Linked DNA regions of Mus musculus: all the other regions are linked to region 2. A link is a contact called in public HiChIP or PLAC-seq and promoter capture Hi-C data. All regions are on one chromosome and are shown on one strand. Each heading gives the region's core, a stretch centred on a gene start, on an enhancer-like site or on the middle of the called end of the contact. The rest is flanking DNA. Distances are from core to core; before and after follow the strand shown. Region 1 holds the start of Mkrn1 (makorin, ring finger protein, 1). Region 2 holds the start of Zc3hav1l (zinc finger CCCH-type, antiviral 1-like). Region 3 holds the start of Adck2 (aarF domain containing kinase 2).

Region 1 (2,978 bases), core at 469-2,968, 1.1 Mb before region 2:
CCTGCCTTCCTTGGCTGCTGCAGTAGAGAGGCCTCTAGAAGCCTGTGCGGCAGGCAGAAAGCTGCTTTATGTCTCCTCTTTGCCTCCCAGGTGTCTGTGGACACTAGAGTACCAGGGAGTGGACAGTAAGACCACAACACAACTTGAAACTGGATACACTGCCCACTCAGAACATATCTTTTCCTTTGCTTGGTAATTGGCTCAGATGTGGGAGACTCCAGCATATGAAGTCTTGACACCAACACTTTAGAGGGCTAAGACCTGTCCCTGTGAATGACTATAGTGACAAGAACTTTTCCATTGAATTTGTTGCTAACATTTGTGCTACCTCCCCAACAGCTGTGCAACAAATCTTAAAGATTAAAAGTAAAATAAAATAAAGGGGGACAGTGGTGAAGTCTTTAAACCCCAGGATTCAATATTTGGGAGGCAGATCTCTGTTCATTGAAGTCCAGCCAGGTTTACTTTATTGAGGAGGGAGAGAGAACTTTGGATCTAAAATGTTCCTCAGAAGTTCATGTGATGTGTCTTGGACTCCAGTGATTTATGCTTAGACACAGTTTTGGAGAAATGATTGGCACTGCCCTCATCAGTGGATTCATATAACCTGATGGTGGAAACTCTAGGGGAATGGGCATAGTTAGCTGGGAGCCAGTACTTGGGAGCATGTCCTTGAAGGCTGTCTGCTTACTGACAGATTCTTGCAGTGTAGCCCAGGCTGGCCTCAAGCCTGTGACCCTTTTTGATAGGTTATTTCTCTGATGTTGGTGAAATGAGCCAATTCACACTAGATTCGAGTCTATTAAAGGCAGGTTTATTGGGAAGCTCTCTCAGGCAGGCTAGTTCACTGGCCTCAGGAGTCGCCACGGGGGTAAGGATGGGATAAGGAAGGGAGAGAGAAAAAAAGAAAGGGCATGCAGGCAGAGAGGAGACAGAGAAAATGTCTAGAAATATAGGGAGGAGCCTCTGGGGTGAAGGGCAGCCTAGCTCCTGGGCTGGAAAGTTCAAGGTTGGGGGCAGGGAATGCCAGATAGGGACTAAAAGGACGCTAGGGAAGTCCGGAGGTCAAGTCTGCTTTGATATGTAAAATATGCACCTCAGTTCCTGGTCAGGTATAAAACCAAACACTTTTTTCCTTTAGCTTCCCAAGAGCTGGTATTACAAACAGGCTACCACACATAATTCATTTACAACATTACTGTTATTACTTTGACAGGATCTATTTAGCTTGGGCTGGTCTCGAACTTGCAGCCATTGTGATACTCAAGTCTTCACATTGGTGGGATTCCAAGATGTCTGCCGCCAGGCCCACCTGGGCACTTCCATCAGCAGGGATTCTGACAGTTCCTGTGAGAGAAAGAAACAGATCCCAACACAATAGGTTGGGATCTCACTCTAGATAAAGAGCAGACACAGCCCCAGGCCTTCCCCCACCTTGTACGTGCGCCACCAGCCATAGGCAGAAGTTGGTCCTTGCATGTGGTCCTTTGATGGCTAGGATGGCTAGGACCAGGACCATCCTAGCACACCTGGCTAAGCGTGTGATCACGCCCCTTTAGGGCGGAGCCTAAGCCATCACCAATCAGCGTCGCCGGAGGAGGGCCGCGGGTGCCCTGCGGAGCCCGCAGTTCCTGAGACCTGAGCGCTCGGAGACGCGGTGACACGGCGCGGGACTGGCGCAGAGCTCTCGGGCTCCTCAGCCTCCCTCCCCTCCCCTCCCTTCGCTGTCTTCTCCTTCTCAGCCGGACCGGAACTATGTGATCCCGGAAGTTCCGGGGCCATTGCTGTGTGGGATAAACAGTAATGGCGGAGGCTGCGGCTCCCGGAACAACAGCCACAACATCAGGAGCAGGAGCGGCAGCGGCGGCGGTGGCAGCGGCCTCCCTCACCTCTATCCCCACAGTCGCTGCCCCGTCCCCGGGGGCGGGAGGAGGGGGCGGCGGCAGCGACGGCAGCGGCGGCGGCTGGACGAAACAGGTCACCTGCAGGTAGGACGTTGCGTGGCGCGGCGGAGGGCGGGGGCTGCGGGGCCGAGCAAGAGGCGGAGGCGGGCGTCGCGGGGTCCCCGCTGCGGCTGTCCGTACAGCATCGCTGCGTCAGCCTCCGCAGAGGTTGGCCGCGGCATCGCTGCGGGTTTCAGACTGCGGGCTCGGACTGCAGGGCGGTCCCGTCACCTCGCCTCGCTCAGCGGCGCCCCGGTGCGTGCGGAGAGGACCGGTGTCCCCGCCCTGGCCTCCATCGCTACAGGTTCGGGGATGCGGCGCGAGCTCGCCGATGCGAATCGGGCTCTAACGACCCTCGGTGCGCCCTGAGACCCTCCAAGGGTCCCGGCGAGCTCGGCCGGCCCCGGGGCTCCGAGCCGGGCTATCCGTTTGTAACGTCTTTTCTGCTCTCTGCGCCGCTCACCCCCGCCCCGCCGGGAGCAGCCGCTTTTGTATGCCTTTGTATGTAAGTCGGTGGTCGGCGGTTCCGAGCTTTGTCTCCGAACCGAGCGTTCGGAGCCGGCGTTAGGCTCTTCCACCCTTGGTTTTATGAACTGCCATTATTATTACTGTCCCTTTGAGAGGCGTTCTTCTTTGCGAGAAAGGAGATCCGACCAGAGAGGTTTGGTTCTTGTTTGGTAAGCGAGACGAAATTATTGGGAAAATGTATGATCAGGTGACAGTTATACAGTACGTATGTTAAAAAATAATTCCCCAGCTATAAACGTTGGAGGAAGGATTGTTTGTATTAACGATGGGAGGGGGCTTATTGAGACAGTCCTACTGTGTGGCCCCGGTTGACCTATATAGTCTGACTGCCCTAGAATTTTCGGCAATCCTCTTGTTTTTGCCTCTCTAGTGCGGGAGTGCAGGGGTGAGATGATACCACGCCCGAGTATATAGATTTTAACTACCAGGAAGGACTATATACGCTTTTCTATCGGCTAAGAAAATTAAAAGGAAATGCCACTTTAAACCCGGCAAGGACAGTTTATT
Region 2 (2,700 bases), core at 139-2,638:
TCTCTGAAAAGATGGCAGAATTTCAAATTTTTTCACGGTACTCATTCAGACTTTTAATCTGGAATGAATTACAATCCAGAATTCTGAAATTGAATATATTTCTAAGGGCAAGGTCTTTGGCTGAGTCGGGATCTCACCCATTTGGTTAGTCTAGCCAATTAGCTGCCCCTGTGGATCCTGCCACTGCCTACCAAGTGCTTGCATTACAAGTGGCCCCCACATCTTCCTGTATTTGTATAGGATCTGGGCATTCAAATTCCAGCCTCACACTTGTCTAGTAAGTGTTTTATCCACTGGGCTGTCTTCCCAGTCCATCTATTCTGTAACATACAGAATCAGTCTTATTAAACTTCTGGATACACTTGCTTACAACATCAGTGCCCTTGAAGTAAAATTCTTCCCTATCTCTATCTTGCTTGAACGTCTCTTCTCTCTGTGTGCATGTGGTTTTCATTCCTCTCTAACCCCTTTCTCAACTTGAATCTTTCTTTTTTCAGTTGTATCTTAGGTCGGCTTCTCTCAGAGGCAAACAGAGAAGGATTGTTTGAGAGCAGACCCTTTACAAGGTAATCCCAAGGAACCACTTCTCAGTTTACATTTTCGGCTGGGCTCCCTGGTAAGCAGATAAGGATTCCATGTAAACCGTTTCTTAGTAGGGAGGGAACACAGGGAAAGGCAGGTTCTACAGGAGCAACAGGGTTCTTTTCCATTAAGGAATCATAGCGACGAAACCATAGAATATCTCTCGACCACTCCGTAGAGGAATAATACGCTAGGAATTTGTCCATTGTTAGGAAGGAAAATCCTTTTAGGTTTAGTGGGTGTTTATGTATATTGTCACCAATTTGACAATAGGAAAAATGTTTATTTATAAGCTGACAGAGAAAAATCAACAATATCATGGCTCAATCCCATCTGAGGCATGGAGCTGATTGATCAGTATTATGGTGTGTGTTCAATAAACCATCCCTATCTGACTGAAATCGGGGTTTGTGTAAGCTCGTGGGGCGACTCATGGACCCCAACACTTAGGAAGTTTTTACCCACTGTGCTGGTTCCTTACTAGGTTTTTTGAGACAGGGTGTCATGTAGTCCAGGCTAGCCTCCAACTCCCCTTTGCAAAGGACGCTGGCCTTGATCTCGGCCTTTTCTTGCCCCCACCTCCCAGGTGCTAGCTAACATTCCAGGCGCGCGCCCCCAGGCTGGGAGAACCACTTCAGCAGTTTACATTCTTTGCAGCCCTCCCTGTTATCCGGTATCTGCCAGGAACCCAGGAGCCAGGAATGTTGCAGGGGCTCAGGCCCTGCCTTCTGAGGCCCGGCCCCCTACAGCTCGCAGGCTCCGGTCGGGGCCGCGGCGGGGAGGAGCCTGGAGGCCCCGGGCTGGCGGGGACGCGCTGGCGGGCCATGGCGGACCTCACTCTGTGCGCGTTCCTCACCAAGGTGCTGTGTGCTCACGGCGGCCGCATGTTCCTGCAGGACCTGCGCGGCCACGTGGAGCTGTCGGAGGCGAAGCTGCGGGCCGTGCTGCGGCGCGCGGGTCCAGAGCGCTTCCTGCTGCAGGAGGTGGAGCTGCGCGACGGCCCGTGGGACGCAGAGGCCGAGGTGGCGGCGGGCGAGGGCGCGGGCGCGGGCTCAGGCGGCGGCGCCACGGCCTGCAGGGTGATGGCCGTGTCCTCCGCGCGCCTCTGCGCCCGCTACCAGCGCGGGGAGTGTCAGGGCTGCGACCAGCTGCACTTGTGTCGCCGCCACATGCTGGGCAAGTGCCCCCACCGCGACTGCTGGTGAGGGGCGGAGTCCTCAGTGTCCAGCGGGGCAGTGGGTGCGGGCGGGCGGGATGCGCCTTCCGGATGCTTCTCGGCGAGCCTGGGTGGGATGGGACAAAGGCCTTCGCGCTGGCCGCCCTGTGCACCTAGTCGCCGAGAGAAATAATATGGAAGGTCTCTCCACTGAGGTTTATTATTCACCCCCCCCCCGCCCCCCAATTTGCTGTCCCTGTCCCAGGATGCTAGGATGTTCCACAACAGCAGCCCGGTTGAATCCGTGTTGCCACTTTTGAATTCACTTATGCCAAATGCCGCTTGAGGGACACCTGGGGGCTTTATGGCCCGCGGAACTTCTGTTCCCTTCTCTCCCTCCTTCCATAACCACAGCCCTTTCGCGCTTAAAAATCTGGTGTCCAATCGCAGGAAACTGGTGGCAGGATGGGGTGAGGGCATAGTGCTGCATAGCCCAAGCCCAGTGCTTTGCAGCAATCCGGGAAGCTTTCTAGTGCTTTCTTTGTAGTGTTGGTGGACAAAGAGAGGCCAGCAGCTGTTGTTGGCCTGAAGATTACGTTTTAGTCTTTACAAAAACAGATAAGTAATCTCAAAAAAGCCTGAGGGTAGGGTACTCACAGAACAGGGAAATGACCCCTGGAAGCTGAGTTGCCTCAATCCGAATTGTTTTATTAGTACTTGGGGAATTCACTTGTGAAGTGGAAATGCCCTAGGCAGAGTTAGACCCACCAGCCTCTTCCCTCTTCTTGACCCGGCCTCCTGACTGCTTTGAACTCTTCTAGGTCTACCTGTTCTCTGTCCCATGATATCCACACACCTATCAACGTCCAAGTCCTGAAAAGCCGGGGGCTTTTTGGCCTCAATGAAGGGCAGCTGCGAATCCTGCTTTTGCAGAACGACCCCTGCCTTTTCCCAGAGGTGAG
Region 3 (3,076 bases), core at 536-3,035, 1.3 Mb before region 2:
TGGTTGAGCTACAATAGCAATAGCAGCCCTAATCCAAACTCAAAATGCTTCAATATCTGACCCGGTAAAGGACTGACAAGTGAAAAATTCCAAACCTGACCTCAGGTGATGCAAGGTCATTACACAGGTGCACTAAAAGTACTTCATGAAATGACCTATAGTCTACATGTCTAAGTTGTGGAGTGTGTGTGTGAGACATAAATGAATTTCACGTTTCGTGTTTAGACTTGGGTCCTATCCCAGGCTATCTCATCCAAGATATACAAATGCTCTACAATCCAGAACCGTATGAAATCCAAAACGCTCCCATTCCCAAGCATTTTTGGAGAAGGAATACTCAGTCTTAGAACAGAAAGCAATGTGCCCCTCACGAGGGTCTCTTTCGGATCTGGGGCAGACAGCTCAGTGGGTAGGTACTTGATTAAAGTGCTAGGCAAGGTCTGAGAGCACTTACTTTCACTGCCACTGGGATGAGGTGATCTGACTTAGGCAGATGCCAGGGAGCCTGAGACACACCCACTTCTGACCCACCAAGGTCAGCTTTAGGAAGAAGCAGTTTTTCTAGAAATGCTTCGTCGGCAAGGTTTTCTGAAGGCTTCCGGTCTTTCATAAAGGGCTCTCTCTGCATCACCACGGCCCTGGTTCCTGGGGCAGAGAGCTCCCCAAGTCTCCAGATCCTGTCTTCCTCCAACAAGGAAATACTAGCGAACGCTTTGTACACTTGGGCCACACAACCTGAACCTACAGGTTCCCGGGTCTCGAAAAAGAGGAGGCTGCCCCAATCCTCCCCAAATGCCTGCTGGAGTAAGTATTCCGTCCTTGCCCAAGGGTGGGGGGTCACCTGGACATGCAGCTTGGAGAACTGGGTACAGAAAGCCTCTGAAAAGAGGTCGCGCCGGGTGCTGGCCCATTGGCCCAATTTGATATATGTTGGGCCTGAGGTCTCTGTAGCTTTGAAAAGCAGATGGAGCCAGAGGGTGGAGAGGCCAGGGGCCAAGTAGGTGAGAGGGTACAAGAAGAGGAGGGGGAAGAATTTCGCCAAGAGCACACCAGCGCGGAGCCCTAGGCGGAGACACAGTAAGACGCGGGCCAGAGGCCCTTCTTGGGCCACCTTCTCCACTAGTCCATTTTCCGCCAGGTCACTCCAGTGAGTCTTTCTCTGGCACAAGCTGCCAGGCGCCCCCTCTCCAACACTGCCATGGGCTGAGATTAATTTGGGCAAAGTACCTAGCAGAAACCAACATAGTCTGGCATTGCGAGAGCATCCCAGGGGTCTGGAATGCCCAAGTTCCTTTCTGAACTCAAAGCATCTTAAGTGTGACAAGCAGACCCTGACAGACAAACGCCAGGGGGTCACCATCCTCTCTAGACCCCTTGGCCTAGACTGCTTGTTCTCTACCTAAAGGGAAGCCATTGTGGAGACGCTCCGTGCCGAAGCGGGGATGAGTCGGACCGCGCCCCCTAGCGCAGCCCAGGAGGGGAGGGATAACGGGGACCTGAGCCGGGGACCACGGGTGACAAGCTGTCCAGCGCCAGAGCTCAGAGTGCAGGGAGTCGCCGAGCGCCAGGGACGGAGATGCGGACCCGCGGCCTAGAGAGAACGACGAAGCCTCAGAGGGCCGCGGGAAGACCTGAGAGGCGCGCTCCGGCGGGCTCACGGGCCAGGCTCCCGGGGGGCGGCGGAGATGCCGAGCCGATGGCTCGGGACCTGCACAGAGCGGGCAGTGACAACCAGGCAGAGAGAGAGAGCACTAAGCGTCCGGGCCAGCGCTGCTCCCAGCTTCCGGTACCTGGTTCCGCCCTCTCTGCCCACGACATGCTCCTTAAAGGGGCCACGGCGCGAACTAGGGCAAAAGCGCCTGGGCACATCGAGTTCCTGTGATGATTTAGAGAAAAAACGCAGACGCGAGCTCTGTAGCCCTCTTTTCCGCGTCTGCCTTTCCTCTTCACAGCCTCGTAGCTTAAATCCTAGAAATATTAAACTACACTGAATATTACAAGTGGGTCCAAAGGAAGGACAGATTTTTCAGCTGCTGAGTTCTTGAGTCTCAGGCTACGCTGACTTAGCGGCGGTGTTTAGACCTTAGGGAATGGCTTATACACTTAACTAAGACTTATTGAGCCAAATCAGGTCTTTCTTGAATTTAATTTAATATTTGTTGAGTCACAAGAATATATACTAAACTAGATAGGTAACGATATTATTTTATGTCAAGCCCAACGAAATAAATGAGTTCGATCCGTGGAACCTACATGAAGGAAGGATGTCACCAATTCCTTTTAAGTCGTGTCCCCCACATACAAAATAAATGTCATAGAAATAAAAATGTAGCAAGGGCCACAGAAGCAGTGAGGAGCTGGTTGAATCATAGGCTGGGCTACTTTGGAGAAGAAAAAAAGGGTGTTGGGAGAGGAGCCAAATAAAAGTTCCAAAGTAGGAAAGACTTTTGATGTTCTGAGGGGTGTGTGTGTGTGTGTGTGTGTGTGTGTGTGTGTGTAGGTGATAGAGCATGGGAACTGAGCCTACATAGCCAGGGAAAGGGCTTGCAATTTCTTCTCAGCGCTCTGGAACTTAAAAAGCTGCCTGCCCTGGGGCACCACAGTCCCTACTACCTATCAACAGCTTTTGTCCCTGTGTGGAAAGAAATTTGCACAAAAGTCTGACCAAGGGTAGATTTAAAGACATCCCAGGTGAAAAGGATTATAGAAAAAGAGAAACAAGGACAAGGCCAGGGTTCCTATCACTGGACATGTCATTCAACCTCAAGACACACACCCCCTGGCCATCCAGAAGGCTCAGAAGATATAGTAATTTCTCCAAAGGTAAGATCAGGGCCACTAACAGTCAGGAATAGTGGAGTGGCCAATGGCTCTTCCTGTATGGTCAATAACAGTCCAGTTCCTAACTCTAAAAGATGGGGTACACCCTTTGGGTTTCCCAAGGCAGACATGATGCCTTACACTGCTTTGAAATGTGGTCAGGTGTCAGGCACGGTGCCCTCACTTTCAATTCCAGTAGGAAAGAAGGAAGGAAGGAAAGAAGGAAGGAAGGAAGGAAGGAAGGAAGGAAGGAAGG

Evidence for each region. Promoter capture Hi-C pulls out the DNA fragments that hold promoters and counts their contacts. HiChIP or PLAC-seq counts read pairs in DNA pulled down with a chosen protein or histone mark.
Region 1: an HNF4G HiChIP or PLAC-seq map of pancreatic cancer cells shows a contact between it and region 2. The contact joins the promoter of Mkrn1 here to the promoter of Zc3hav1l in region 2. A contact is called at or near these places in 1 of 39 promoter capture datasets (pre-B cells) and 2 of 115 datasets of contacts at active chromatin or transcription factors (embryonic stem cells and pancreatic cancer cells).
Region 3: a contact with region 2 is called in a promoter capture Hi-C map of liver, with 4 times the contacts expected there. The contact joins the promoter of Adck2 here to the promoter of Zc3hav1l in region 2. A contact is called at or near these places in 3 of 39 promoter capture datasets (liver and pre-B cells).

What each region holds. Positions count from the first base shown.
Region 1 is chr6:39,419,109-39,422,086 of GRCm38.p6, reverse strand. It overlaps Mkrn1 (makorin, ring finger protein, 1), which reads left to right and starts at 1,718. Exons shown (of 8, transcript NM_018810.2): 1 at 1,718-1,988. The coding sequence starts at 1,804. It overlaps Gm10244 (predicted gene 10244), which reads right to left and starts at 1,709. Exons shown (of 2, transcript NR_152168.1): 1 at 1,435-1,709; 2 at 793-1,347.
Region 2 is chr6:38,297,947-38,300,646 of GRCm38.p6, reverse strand. Zc3hav1l (zinc finger CCCH-type, antiviral 1-like) reads left to right here and starts at 1,388. Exons shown (of 4, transcript NM_172467.3): 1 at 1,388-1,783; 2 at 2,560-2,695. The coding sequence starts at 1,407.
Region 3 is chr6:39,572,585-39,575,660 of GRCm38.p6, reverse strand. It overlaps Adck2 (aarF domain containing kinase 2), which reads right to left and starts at 1,785. Exons shown (of 8, transcript NM_178873.3): 1 at 455-1,785. The coding sequence starts at 1,360.